4 separate regions of the Mus musculus genome follow, and all the other regions are linked to region 1. The links are chromatin contacts, called in public Hi-C and promoter capture Hi-C maps. All regions are on one chromosome and are shown on one strand. The core of a region is the stretch at or near the end of the contact, and the rest is flanking DNA. Distances in the headings are between cores, read along the strand shown. Region 1 overlaps Iqch (IQ motif containing H). Region 2 has its middle 61 kb from the start of Gm39359. Region 3 overlaps Map2k5 (mitogen-activated protein kinase kinase 5). Region 4 overlaps Map2k5 (mitogen-activated protein kinase kinase 5).

Region 1 (2,737 bases), core at 83-2,582:
CACAGAATGGGTACAGGAAATGCAGGTAGTAAGCATACAGTGGATGCCAGCCATCTGACTTTCAAGTTGAACCCCATAGGATGCACCAGATGGCCTAGCCTGTCTTTCTGGAAGGAGTAATGTTGTCCTGCCTCTGTCCACAGCCTCCTTTCCTCTCGCTCTCAAGCCACGCCCAGTTCCTGAAGAAGTGGAGGAGCCTTCTCACCAGATAGAAATACCCAAGGTACACATATGTCTACCACAGAGGAGGGCAAGCTGCCCCGTGTGCAGGCTGCCTATGTGATTCTGTGTAACAGACACACTGTAGAGTTGTTCCTTCCACACAGGAGTAAGCAGTATTTCAGTGGCTGTTAGGGAGCAGTTTATCTTATTATGGTTATCATTAGTCTCTGTGGTGCTGTGGATCAAATGCAGGGCCTCCCACATGCTAGGCAAGAGCTCACCACTGAACTACACAGTCAGCTCCTACTTTAAAAGGGAAAATGAATGCAGAAGTCAACTCTGCCAGGACACTATAGGCAGGGCTGAAGGTGAGCAGAGCCACTGCAGTATTTTGAGAGTGGCAGGCAAGTGATCAGCCTATGCTAGCAGCTGCTCAGGGACCAGAAGTCTGGGGTGCAGTAACTTGTTTTCCATCCACATCTACATCTGTAGCATATGCAGTGTGGTACTGAGAGGCGTTTCCCATATCTCATTTGTCTTCAAGCATAAGAAAAGACAAGCTCTCTAGGTATTCACAGAAAACCACAATGGAGAAGAGGAAGGAGACTGTATTCTCTAACATTAGTCCCTCACATGGCCGTGTAATTCACTCTCCTGAAGATGCCCCCAGTTTAAAGGGGCTGGGCTTTTCTGTAGGTTGTTTTCTCATTTTAAGGACCACTGACAGATTTAGGATAATTAAAACTTTTCTCCATCAAAAGGGGACATCTGGCAGTACTTTTTCTGGTATGACTTGTGTAGTCATGTTTTTAGCTGTTCTCATGAAAAAAAGAAAGAAGGGATTAGAAGGGACCGCAGGGAGATGAACCCCACTCTCTCAGAGTAGGCTGCTCCCCGCCCTCCCTGCCTCTGATGCCCAGACATCCTCATGAGGAGCCAGGTGCCTTTTCCACACTGGTGCGCCGTTTCCCCTTAAGAGATTGCCAGGCTGCTTATGGTGTAGCATGTCATGTGACAACCCAGTTGCCATGGCAAATATTTGTGTTTTCATGAAAAACATGAGTTAAAAAAAAAATCAATGCAAATGGCTGAATCCCAAGGCAGACAGGCCTCCGGCGGTGCCTGGCCGGCACCACCATTGTTTCAACTTCAGCTGTTTAACAGGCTGTGAGCAGGCCAGGGGCTAATGTGCATAATGTCACTAGGCCCAGGCACCTGTTTAGATTCTCACTCCAACTGAGAACTCAGCTCTGTTTTATACAGAACAAATCTACAGGGAATACACATATCAGAGTGAGTTTTTAGCCAGTAAGCAGTTTGCCTCATAAAAAAATCAAACAATAATGTCTTTTCTAAATGCTTATTAGCCCTGGCATTATTTTCTTCTGTTGACTTGCAAAGATTTCCCCTAACGTTAAAAGTAGTAATATTTAAAGGCTGTGGCTTCAAGTTGGTACATTTCCAAACTGACTCCTTAATAGTGGTATGGTAAACTGGGCACGGATGTTAAAGGTGAAGAGAAAAGTGCAGAGTGCCGAGCTCCACATTGGAGCTATTGCAGACCCTCTGCCAGGCTCCCACCCCAGGCAAGACGCCACAGTCAGCCCTTTCTTACGATGCCTCTTGCAGTGTTCCCTGGAAGTGGAACCCAGCATCCGTTTATAACTATGTATGTAAATCTTTCCTTTCTCAAACCCTTTCCTCAAAGGCAAGTGGGGCTTGGCGTGCACAGCATTGATGTCTGGGGGTGGGAAAGCCCTCTAATCATTAGCTCCCGCCAGTGTGGGTAGGGAACAGCGGGCCCAGTGGGGGAAGGGAAGAAAGGCAAAGGGTGACCAGGACTCTGAGCCTTCTATTTGTTTTGTAAAACTTCCCAGGAGAGTCATTTTGATTTAAACTGTGTCTCCTTCTCCCTTGTAGGGGAGAGCCAAAAGGTCAAGAGGACCGCTCAGAAGAAAGGTCTGTAATTTGTGTGACTAGTTGGAATTTGGGATCTGTCACCTGATGTCCCTTTCTTTTGCTTCAGGGCAGAAGTGTGGGAGGCCGCTTGACAGCTGGAGTTGGCAACAAAAGTTCTTTTGCGCTTCCCTTCTTTATAAAAGAAATTAGACCATGGTTAAAAAAAAATAATTGTGGTTGCGGAAAGTGAAAAACATTTCTTTGCTCTCTATGAGGACTGAATCATGTCACTGCCCAAACAAAAGATGTCTCATCCTCAAAATGGGTCTGAATTGTGTGTTTTTAGCATCAAAGATTTTCATTTAAGAGTATATTTACAAGGAAGCAAGATGTTAAAAATGAATGTAGTAGTTTATTGGCATGTGCTGACATGTGTACACACATTCATTTGTACTTACACAAACGTGTGTGAGTGTGTATGTACATGTACTACATTTGTAAAGTAGGCTGGGGAAATAGAATTTAAACTGTTCACAACAACAACAACCAAAAAAAAAAAAAAAGTGAACCGGTCCCCACATATGGCAAGTACACTCCTGTAAGGTCTGTCCCATCAGGGCCCTGCGCTAGCAGGAAAACTGCACTTGGAATGTGCTGGGCTCTCTGACATCCAGGA
Region 2 (2,872 bases), core at 17-2,516, 320 kb before region 1:
AGACCTTTCTTCCGTACGACTTTATTTCAAATCTCAAGTATTTGTCATAGTGCTGGAAAGGAGGCCGCCAGCGTCAGTGTGATTATGCCCTGTTGAGACTATACTCTCTTCAACTATGGAAGAAGTTTGAATGCAGGAGCTCCTGGTCCCTCTTTTATGGTCTCCTGGGGACAAGCCAGGACTGTTGGTGGCCAGGTCTCCCACCTTGAACTCTCTGTCCTTGCTTTTTTTCTCTGCATCCTTCAGTCAGGCCAGAGCAGCCGCCAGTTCCTCTTCAGCTGAAGATGCTTTCCCTCCCATAGCTAGGCCAGTACAGGTGCACCATGGGAAGGCTATCTTAGCACCTGCATTTTATACATTCCCCCCTCTTACCCCACCCCCTGCCCCCACAATTTACAGGTGTGGTCTGGAGCCTGCCCACGGGGATGTTTCTCCAGGTGACTTTGTACTTAATGAAGCTTTGCCAGATGATCAGAGCCGGAGTGAGGACAGAGCGCAGACCTGGTCCCCACCCCCACCCTCTATGGGGCAGCTCTGGTCCCCACCCCCCACTCTCTGTGGGGCAACTCTGGTCCCCACTCTCTATGGGGCAACATTCTGTGGAGTCCCAGGGTAAAGCCTGCCAGAGACACCAAATCCAATGGATGTCCGACCCTGCTACAAAGTAGCAGAATCACTTAAGAGCTTTCAAAGATTCAGGCTGGGGCTGGCAAGATGGCCCAGAAGGTCAGGGTGCTTGCCACCAAGTCTAATAGTCTGAGTCTCATCCCTGAGACCTGGTGGAGGGGAAGAACCAACTCCCACAAGTTACGTTCTGATCTCCCACATGCATGCCACCATATAGCCCTCAATAAATAATGGACAGATTAAAAGTTCAAGGATCCCCCGACCTTGTCTTGGAAGGGTCAGGCATGGCAAGGTTTATGTTTTAAAGCTTCCCTCAGGGACTCCTCATGGTCTGGTGCAGAACCCACTGTGTGTGTGTGTGTGTGTGTGTGTGTGTGTGTGAGAGAGAGAGAGAGAGAGAGAGAGAGAGAGAGAGAGAGAGAGAGATCTGCTTTTTATGACTAAGGAGAAACTTGTGGCCCAGATGTTTCCAGTCAAGTTCAAGGTCATGCTGGCTCTGGGAGTTGGCATGTTGTTGGGGTGAGGCTGCTGCAGGGGGCCCAAGGCGTGGGGAGGGAGCGCTGTGCCACATTCCAGAACAGAACTGGCTGTGAGTAGCTCAGAGAGAGCTCCAGTGCCAGCCTGGCTGAATGGATAATTAAACAGACAGCAAGATGGCATGTGGGCGCCCGCCCCTCCCCCCAGCTGGCTGGGGGATAATACACCCTCCTGTCATCAGAAGGAGCAGGAAGAAAAGCAACTGGGCCTGGCTGTTGGCCATTTCACAATATTGCTTTTGTAAACAAGTTGAAAAAATCCAATAACTGTAAAACTTATGGCGTGTCCTAAAAAGTCTGTCGCCATTTTCCCCATACATGGATGAATGTTTCCAATCCAAGTTGTTCTAATTAAACAGTTCTGTCCCTTTGGCAGCTAGACCATCCTCCAGGAGGGTCCATGATGCCTTGGGCTGAGGGTGGCACTGTGGAACTGTGTACAGCCTTAGTGATTTCTGTTTGATTAGTAGTTGGGCTCACAAGTCCTCCAAAGAATAATCAGCTCCGACACAGAGGCAAAGTGGGAAGATGGAAACGGCAGTGGAGCCTCTCAGAGCTCAGTGCTCTGGGCGGAAGACCCAAAGCTGTTGAGTGTGTCACTTAGAAAAAGCCACGGCGGGTACAACAGAGGGCAGGATGTCTAGTTCCTGCCCAGAGAACCTAAGGCTCCTGACTGGGAGGGAACACACACACACACACACACACACACACACACACACACACACACACAAACGCGTGCGCACACACTCATACTCATGCTTACATCTATACACTCACACACATAATTATACACTCTAAACACTCTCAGACATACACTCACACAAAGATGCTCACAAACTCACCCACTCACTCCACAGTGAGATTTGCACATATACCATGAACACAATCTCACCCCACATTTATGCACACTATCTTCTACTAACAACTCCCTACACACACTCCTATACTCTTCCATGCACATACACAGTCTCTATCCCCAGCCATCACACATCCACACACACGTGTGTTCATTTATAATCATTCTACACACATTTACTTCACCCTCATATACACTCATGCACCGCACACTCACTTACACCACACACACACACACACACACACACACACTCATGCACCCACAGAGAGAGAGAGACATTCATTCACCCCACACTCACTTACACCACACACACACACACACACACACACACTCATGCACCCACAGAGAGAGAGAGACATTCATTCACCCCACACTCACATACACAACACACACACATACACACACACACACACACAGACACTCATGCATCCCACACTCACATACAACACACACACACACATACCAGCTCACACACTCATATTCTCTGAACCCATTCACACAGTTATATGCACTTGTGTTCCCCACCCATGCATGCACTCACAAGCTTACTCATCATTGCTCTCACACACATACTCACACATACTTGGACAAGACAGCCATGAGGAGGGAGCCAAGTACTCAGAAACAGACCCTGACATACATTACTAGGGGCTTTTGAGGGGAAATCCCAGGTACTCAAGGCGTCAGGATTCCCAAGGCCACCTAGTCCCCAAACCCTCTCTCACCTCTGTCCCTCTTGCCCATCTGCCTGGAGCTGAGCCACCCTCACGTGTGTCCTTGCAGGACTGACCTCACCCCAGGATCTGGGAGCAACTTTCTATCAGTCCAATTAGCTGGCCACAAGCCTACAAGC
Region 3 (2,700 bases), core at 117-2,616, 350 kb after region 1:
AACGTCACAGTTTGCTTAGGAACCACTGTAAACAGTAAACCCACAGTATAAACAGTAAACCCACAGCAGGGTGGGGTCTACAAGAAGCAGGCATAGGCCTTAGGGGAGGGTTCAGGCAGCCATAAGCACAATGAGTTTTGGATGTTTGCTCCCCCTGAGCCCAGCTGCAAACATAAGGCGTCTTATTTCTCCGTGAAGGCTCTGTGTATGGGGGTGGGGGGATGTTTGGGGGCCAATAAACACCAAACTGCTCCAGAAAAACCTGTTTAAACATTTAATTACTTGCAAAGAGATGCTAACTTCTTTAACTCCTCTAAATTAAATTGTCACTGGTAGCATTTCTGTTTGCCTGAACCCGTCTGTAATTACATTTTCAGATACTTTGGTCGGTTATTCTAATTAATCAAAGTGTATGATAAATCAGACATCTGCACACTCCCTTTCAAAGAATGAAGGGATGCTGGATTTTGGTCCCTTCTGCACTCAGACCCCAGCGTGACTTTGGGATTCACACAAGTGTCTTCACTGTGAGACACAGACCTTCTGATAACTGTGAAAGGTGAAGTGCGCTCGGCAAAGTAAGATGATCTCTATTCCACTATGTCAGTAGTCAGAGCATTCATTAACCAGAAATACCAAAAGAAAAGGGGCTGACCAGGGCTTCATGGAGGCAGGTAAAGGACGCTGAAGAAGGACAGGGGGTCTCCTCTCGGAGACTGGGGGTCCTCTTGGTTGACACAAAGGTGAGAAGATGCATAGCTTTCTGGAAGCACAGGACCCAGCCTGTCCAGCATCACCACCACATCCTACTGAAGAGGCTGAAGCTCAGAAAGGGCATCTTCACACAGCTACCTTCACACAGGTGCCTTGGGTGATCGGGGCCATGTGAGTGCTGGGGGCACCTATACTTTTCAACATATTAAGGACGGTTAGCAAACTCTTCTCACCGTGAATGCCATTTACTACATCTGACTATTGCCTGCGTAGTGCAATATGTCTGTTATTTTCCTTTCTCTTTTTCCTCCTCCTCTTCTTCCTCCTCCCGATTCCTTGTGGTCCTCCTTAGTTCCAGTCCCAGGATTACAGACCTGTACCAACATACCTGCCACATACAACCTGTTTTTAGAATGTTCCCGAGCATCTGGCTCATCCTTGCAGACTTCATTTTTGCTTAGGTTCTATACTTTACCTACACACATTAGCTGTGGCACCCAGAATTTACAGACAGGAGTCCTGGCTGCGTGCCCCCTTTGAGCACAAAAGTCCTTGTCACATGGCGGTGGCTCCTCACAAAGTCCAACTGATAGCCATGGCATCTTTTTTTCCTCGGGTTCCAAAGGCCATGGAGTAAGTAGTGTTTGTGTTTGCTTATGCACGGGAGTCCTCCAGGAGAGCTCATGTTAGCACTGTGACTACACAGAATTATAACGCCAGAGCCACTGTCTGGGTGCTTGAGACAGCGCTAAATCAGTCAGTTTCAATTTGAATTTCTGATAACACATTAACACTTCAGCAAGACTCTGGATTATAACCCCAGCAAACAGGCTTTGCTCTCTAGATGTGCCTGCTTAGTCTCCTTATGAGACTTTAAAGGATGTGTGTGTGTGTGTGTGTGTTATGTATTTTAAGCGTGCACATGTCGAGATACAGATGGAAAAGGCCTAGCCTCAGCAGCCATGGTGATTTGACAGCTCGTTTCCAGATGAGGCTAACGTTCCCCACTCCTTCAAGTCAGATCTCTTTCTCTCTTTCATTACATGTATTTATTTGTTTGTTTGTTGTATGTGCAAGCATCACGGCACACACATGGAGGTCAGAGGACAGCTTTTCAGGAATCACTTCCCAGTACGTGGACCCTGGGCATAAAATTCAGAAAGTTTGTCTTAGCAGCACCTTAACCATTGAGCCGTCTCACTGGTTAGTCTGATCCTTTGTTACAGCTATGAGTTCCCTGTGTAAGGCTGCCGTTGCTTGAACATGAGCTGCAGTACGTCTTGATTTACGGCATCTCATGTGAAGGCACATGGCAGTGCTGCAGTCATAGCCCCGAGGAACAGGGGTTAGTGTAGGTGCAGTAGGTGGAGTGGTTGGCCTCCTGTTTTCTTCATATCCAATTCACTGGGGGCTGAGGGAGCTACAATGTTACCCTGCATCCCCAAATTGGGTACCCTGAGATGCCTCCAGGTTCTGCTGTTGGGTGTGGTCTCCAGCCTAGAAGGCAACCCTCGTCCTTCTTGAGGTCTCCATCCTCCTGCAGGTTCACCTGGCAGGGCTCACTCCCCACTCTGAGCAGTACCTGGCACATGCGGATCTTTCCAGAGCCAGTCAGTGTGTGCAGAGTCAGCCCTCCCAGCTCCTCAGAAGAGGAGGGTTAGAGTAAGAGAGGGTTAGAGTAAGAAATGGAAGCTTCTAAGTAGACGGAGCACCTCCAGCCAGCCCTGGCCAGGGACAGAGATGTTCTGTCGTGTTGTTTGATCTTTTACAGCACCCTGGGTGTCTAGAAGGAGCAGCCAGTGGGAAGCTGGATTTTTTTTTCCCCCAACTAGATTGTAAGTTTGCTGAAGGAAGAGCATGGTCTCATAATTCAGTGCCTATCTCGGGCCTTGGCTCTCAGTCAGGCTAAACGCCATTGATCATTCCCTGCTTGCACCATTCTCGCTAACCCAGTCAATAAACACTCCTGGAAAGGAAGCGCTGAAC
Region 4 (2,700 bases), core at 59-2,558, 330 kb after region 1:
TGGAGGGATACCTGTATTTGTACAAATAGAAACGTTCATGGTGTTAATACCGCATGTGCTCCCTGCGGTGAGGGGAGAGGACAGGTGAAGAGCAAAGGCTCAGGGCTGCCATTCCCTGATACCCTATCAGTCATCCCACAGAGCCAGCCTCACCGTCTTTGATGTGGTAGGTGCTCGCTTGAGAAAACTATCATGTGACTGAGAAATACATAATTTTCCATTTGGATGTACTCTGAATTAACCACCACATTGTTGTAAAAGTCCATTGTTGTCTTTACTTCTGAGTGAACATAAAACTGAAGTCCTCAGAAATATGTCTTAAAGATTCCTCAACCTTGCCAGTTGTGACAAAGCAAGGATCTAAGAATTTCAGCTTCCTGCGAATTTTTTAAAAATAGTTTTTTCTTTTTGAGAGTTCTCACCTAATATGGTTTTAGATTCTCATTCAGTTGGAGAGAATAGAGATCCCTACTTCCCACTTACAACTCCCATAAGTCAAACACAGTAAAGCAACCAGGACTCCAACATGAGCACAGACGTGGGCCCTGACCTTATTCAGACACGTGATTATTTGTGGGGACAGGAGTAGGGTGTATTAGAGGTAAAAATTAATGTACAGGTCCTTTCAAAGATTTATTTTTACTTTTTAAAGTGTATGCATGTGTGTGCATGTCTGCATGTAGGTGGATGCATATGAGTGCAGTGCCCATGGAGGACAGAAGAGGGCATCAGATCCCCTGGAGTTGGGGTTGCAGGCAGTTGTGAGCGTGCAGTGCTGGGAACCAAACCTCTGGAAAAGCATTCCGATTCCAACCACATGGTGATCCTTAAAGCCGAGGAACATGGTTTTCAAACCGGATATTCTTTTACAAAAGTGACCCCCTCTTTGGTTGCCTCAAAAGCCTTTTCTTATTTGTGCTTTCTGTATAAGGAATATCTGCCCTTCCTGCCCTTGTAGTCGGTCACAAGTTTGCTCATTGGAAGACTTAACTGTGTGATCTGGCAGCAACTGTAGTTCTTCCACCTCAGTGAATATGCAGGTACACACACACACACACACACACACACACACGATTTTCTGCTACTTGCCTTTGTTTTATGCCTGAGTACCTTGCTGACAAGTGCTAATAACAAAATACCCAGAGAGAGAGAGTCCAGTTGAAGTTAGCACACATTAAACATTCCAGACTTGTCCCTTTGCTCAGAGATTGTGCATAATTAATAATTAAACAGTTTGGGTTGTAATGGGTTGACCTCTCTGAACTGTTCATTACTCACAAGGCAAAGGCGTCATTCAAACTTTGTTCCCAGTGTCCTTCGCTGTTGTCTGGTGTGCGGCCTGCCCGTGTTTGGTTGTTCAGCAGAAGGGCTGACCAGATAGTTACGAAGCCTCTGAGATTGGCAGACACACACACACACACACACACACACACACACACACACACACACACACGCCACCCCTGTATGCCGAGAACTGCTTACTAAAATGCTTCGTGGTGGCTGCTGTCAGTCATTTAGCAGTTACCTGCTTGGTGGCAGGATACAGTTTGTGGTCCTTAGCAGGATTTTAAAGTTGTTTTGGGATTCAATCTCAGGTTAAAGGTTTTGGCTAAGGTTGTGCCTGCTCCTGCAGTCCAGACCTTCCTGCTTAGATGTTTACAAGAAAGCCCTCGGGGTGACATCCGGAACCCAGGACCTAAAGGCTTCTATGACCCATTTTTTTTTCCGAGACAGGGTTTATCTGTTTAACCCCTGCTGTCCTGGAACTCACTTTGTAGACCAGGCTGGCTTTGAACTCAGAAATCCGCCTGTCTCTGCCTCCCGAGTGCTGGGATTAAAGGCGTGCGCCACCACGCCCGTTCTTCCCGGTTTCCACCAGATCTTGAGACATTTAGAGTACCGGCTTCCTCAGTCAGCATGTCTGTTTCCAAACGCATGTCTTCTTCTTGCCTGAGCCCTGTTCCCAGAGGACATTTGGATGTGTAGCAACATGTACTTTACTGGCGTCTCTGACTCCTCACCCCACCCCTCAATGGGTCTCAGTCCCCAGTCCCCGTCAGTCCCACAATGACGAGGTGCTTCCCCTTCCGGTGGACCCTCAGGAAGCCAGAGCCTAATTTTTAAGTATGTGTCTGACCTTGCTTCTTCCCTAAACTTTGAACAAAATAACAAGATAGACCTGTTCTTAGAGGGTTTCTCATCCTGAGCTATACAAACTACTACTACTACTACTACTACTACTACTACTACTACTACTACTACTACTACTACTACTACTACTTCTTCTTCTTCTTCTTCTTCTTCTTCTTCTTCTTCTTCCTCTTGCTCTTGAAAGCATCTCTTCAGCAGTATGACTGTTGGCAGACTGTTAGTGCGCTGCTCTCTTGTATGTTAACAGCTGCTTCTGTGGAACACTAAGTCTCCAGGGTCAGCCTTGCCTGTTTTCTCCACCACCCTCTAGCCAGCCCTCTGATTCTCAGAATAGGTCTCCTTGAAGCATGCAAGAGATGTGGGTTTTAAAATGAAAAAGAAATATCTGATGGCATGCACTTGAGATTAGATTGTCCCCCCCCCCCACATCTCTGATGAGTGATTTCTTCTAGACCCCACTGAGATGAGAATCTGCTCTCTGCGACTCTCCAAAGTCAACATGGGCTGCTGTTGTCAGAAGTAAAATAAATTATTCACGTCTACCACCCG

The links. Promoter capture Hi-C pulls out the DNA fragments that hold promoters and counts their contacts. A called contact is a pair of places that touch in the nucleus more often than the background predicts.
Region 2: a promoter capture Hi-C map of hippocampal neurons shows a contact between it and region 1, with 2.7 times the contacts expected there. The contact joins two enhancer-like sites. A contact is called at or near these places in 6 of 39 promoter capture datasets (3T3-L1-derived adipocytes, the HPC-7 cell line, hippocampal neurons and 2 more), 2 of 15 datasets of contacts at CTCF or cohesin (the NIH/3T3 cell line and pro-B cells), 6 of 484 Hi-C or Micro-C datasets (the P5424 cell line, bone marrow-derived dendritic cells, bone marrow-derived macrophages and 3 more), 3 of 115 datasets of contacts at active chromatin or transcription factors (embryonic basal ganglia, embryonic stem cells and stem cell-derived neural progenitor cells) and 1 of 9 other capture datasets (embryonic stem cells).
Region 3: a Hi-C map of liver shows a contact between it and region 1, with 5 times the contacts expected there. The contact joins two enhancer-like sites. A contact is called at or near these places in 2 of 484 Hi-C or Micro-C datasets (both in liver) and 1 of 115 datasets of contacts at active chromatin or transcription factors (embryonic basal ganglia).
Region 4: a Hi-C map of liver shows a contact between it and region 1, with 2.3 times the contacts expected there. The contact joins two enhancer-like sites. A contact is called at or near these places in 1 of 484 Hi-C or Micro-C datasets (liver), 1 of 115 datasets of contacts at active chromatin or transcription factors (embryonic basal ganglia) and 1 of 9 other capture datasets (embryonic stem cells).

What each region holds. Positions count from the first base shown.
Region 1 is chr9:63,533,721-63,536,457 of GRCm38.p6, reverse strand. It overlaps Iqch (IQ motif containing H), which reads left to right. Exons shown (of 22, transcript NM_001311098.1): 8 at 144-223; 9 at 2,083-2,121. It overlaps Gm16759 (a long non-coding RNA gene), which reads right to left. Exons shown (of 5, transcript XR_003948339.1): 5 at 2,454-2,737. Among named protein-coding and RNA genes, the nearest start is that of Gm39358, 30 kb to the left of the region's middle. Within about 2 kb of position 1,332, at least 44 of the 459 cell types and tissues checked have an H3K27ac peak or open chromatin away from gene starts, as enhancers often do. A contact at or near this core is called in hippocampal neurons and liver, where this site is marked.
Region 2 is chr9:63,854,960-63,857,831 of GRCm38.p6, reverse strand. No RefSeq gene overlaps it. Among named protein-coding and RNA genes, the nearest start is that of Gm39359, 61 kb to the right of the region's middle. Within about 2 kb of position 1,266, at least 10 of the 459 cell types and tissues checked have an H3K27ac peak or open chromatin away from gene starts, as enhancers often do. A contact at or near this core is called in hippocampal neurons, where this site is marked.
Region 3 is chr9:63,184,052-63,186,751 of GRCm38.p6, reverse strand. The region is part of intron 21 of Map2k5 (mitogen-activated protein kinase kinase 5); the gene reads left to right. Among named protein-coding and RNA genes, the nearest start is that of Skor1, 38 kb to the right of the region's middle. Within about 2 kb of position 1,366, at least 11 of the 459 cell types and tissues checked have an H3K27ac peak or open chromatin away from gene starts, as enhancers often do. A contact at or near this core is called in liver, where this site is marked.
Region 4 is chr9:63,200,154-63,202,853 of GRCm38.p6, reverse strand. All of the region lies in intron 19 of Map2k5 (mitogen-activated protein kinase kinase 5), which reads left to right. Among named protein-coding and RNA genes, the nearest start is that of Skor1, 55 kb to the right of the region's middle. Within about 2 kb of position 1,308, at least 17 of the 459 cell types and tissues checked have an H3K27ac peak or open chromatin away from gene starts, as enhancers often do. A contact at or near this core is called in liver, where this site is marked.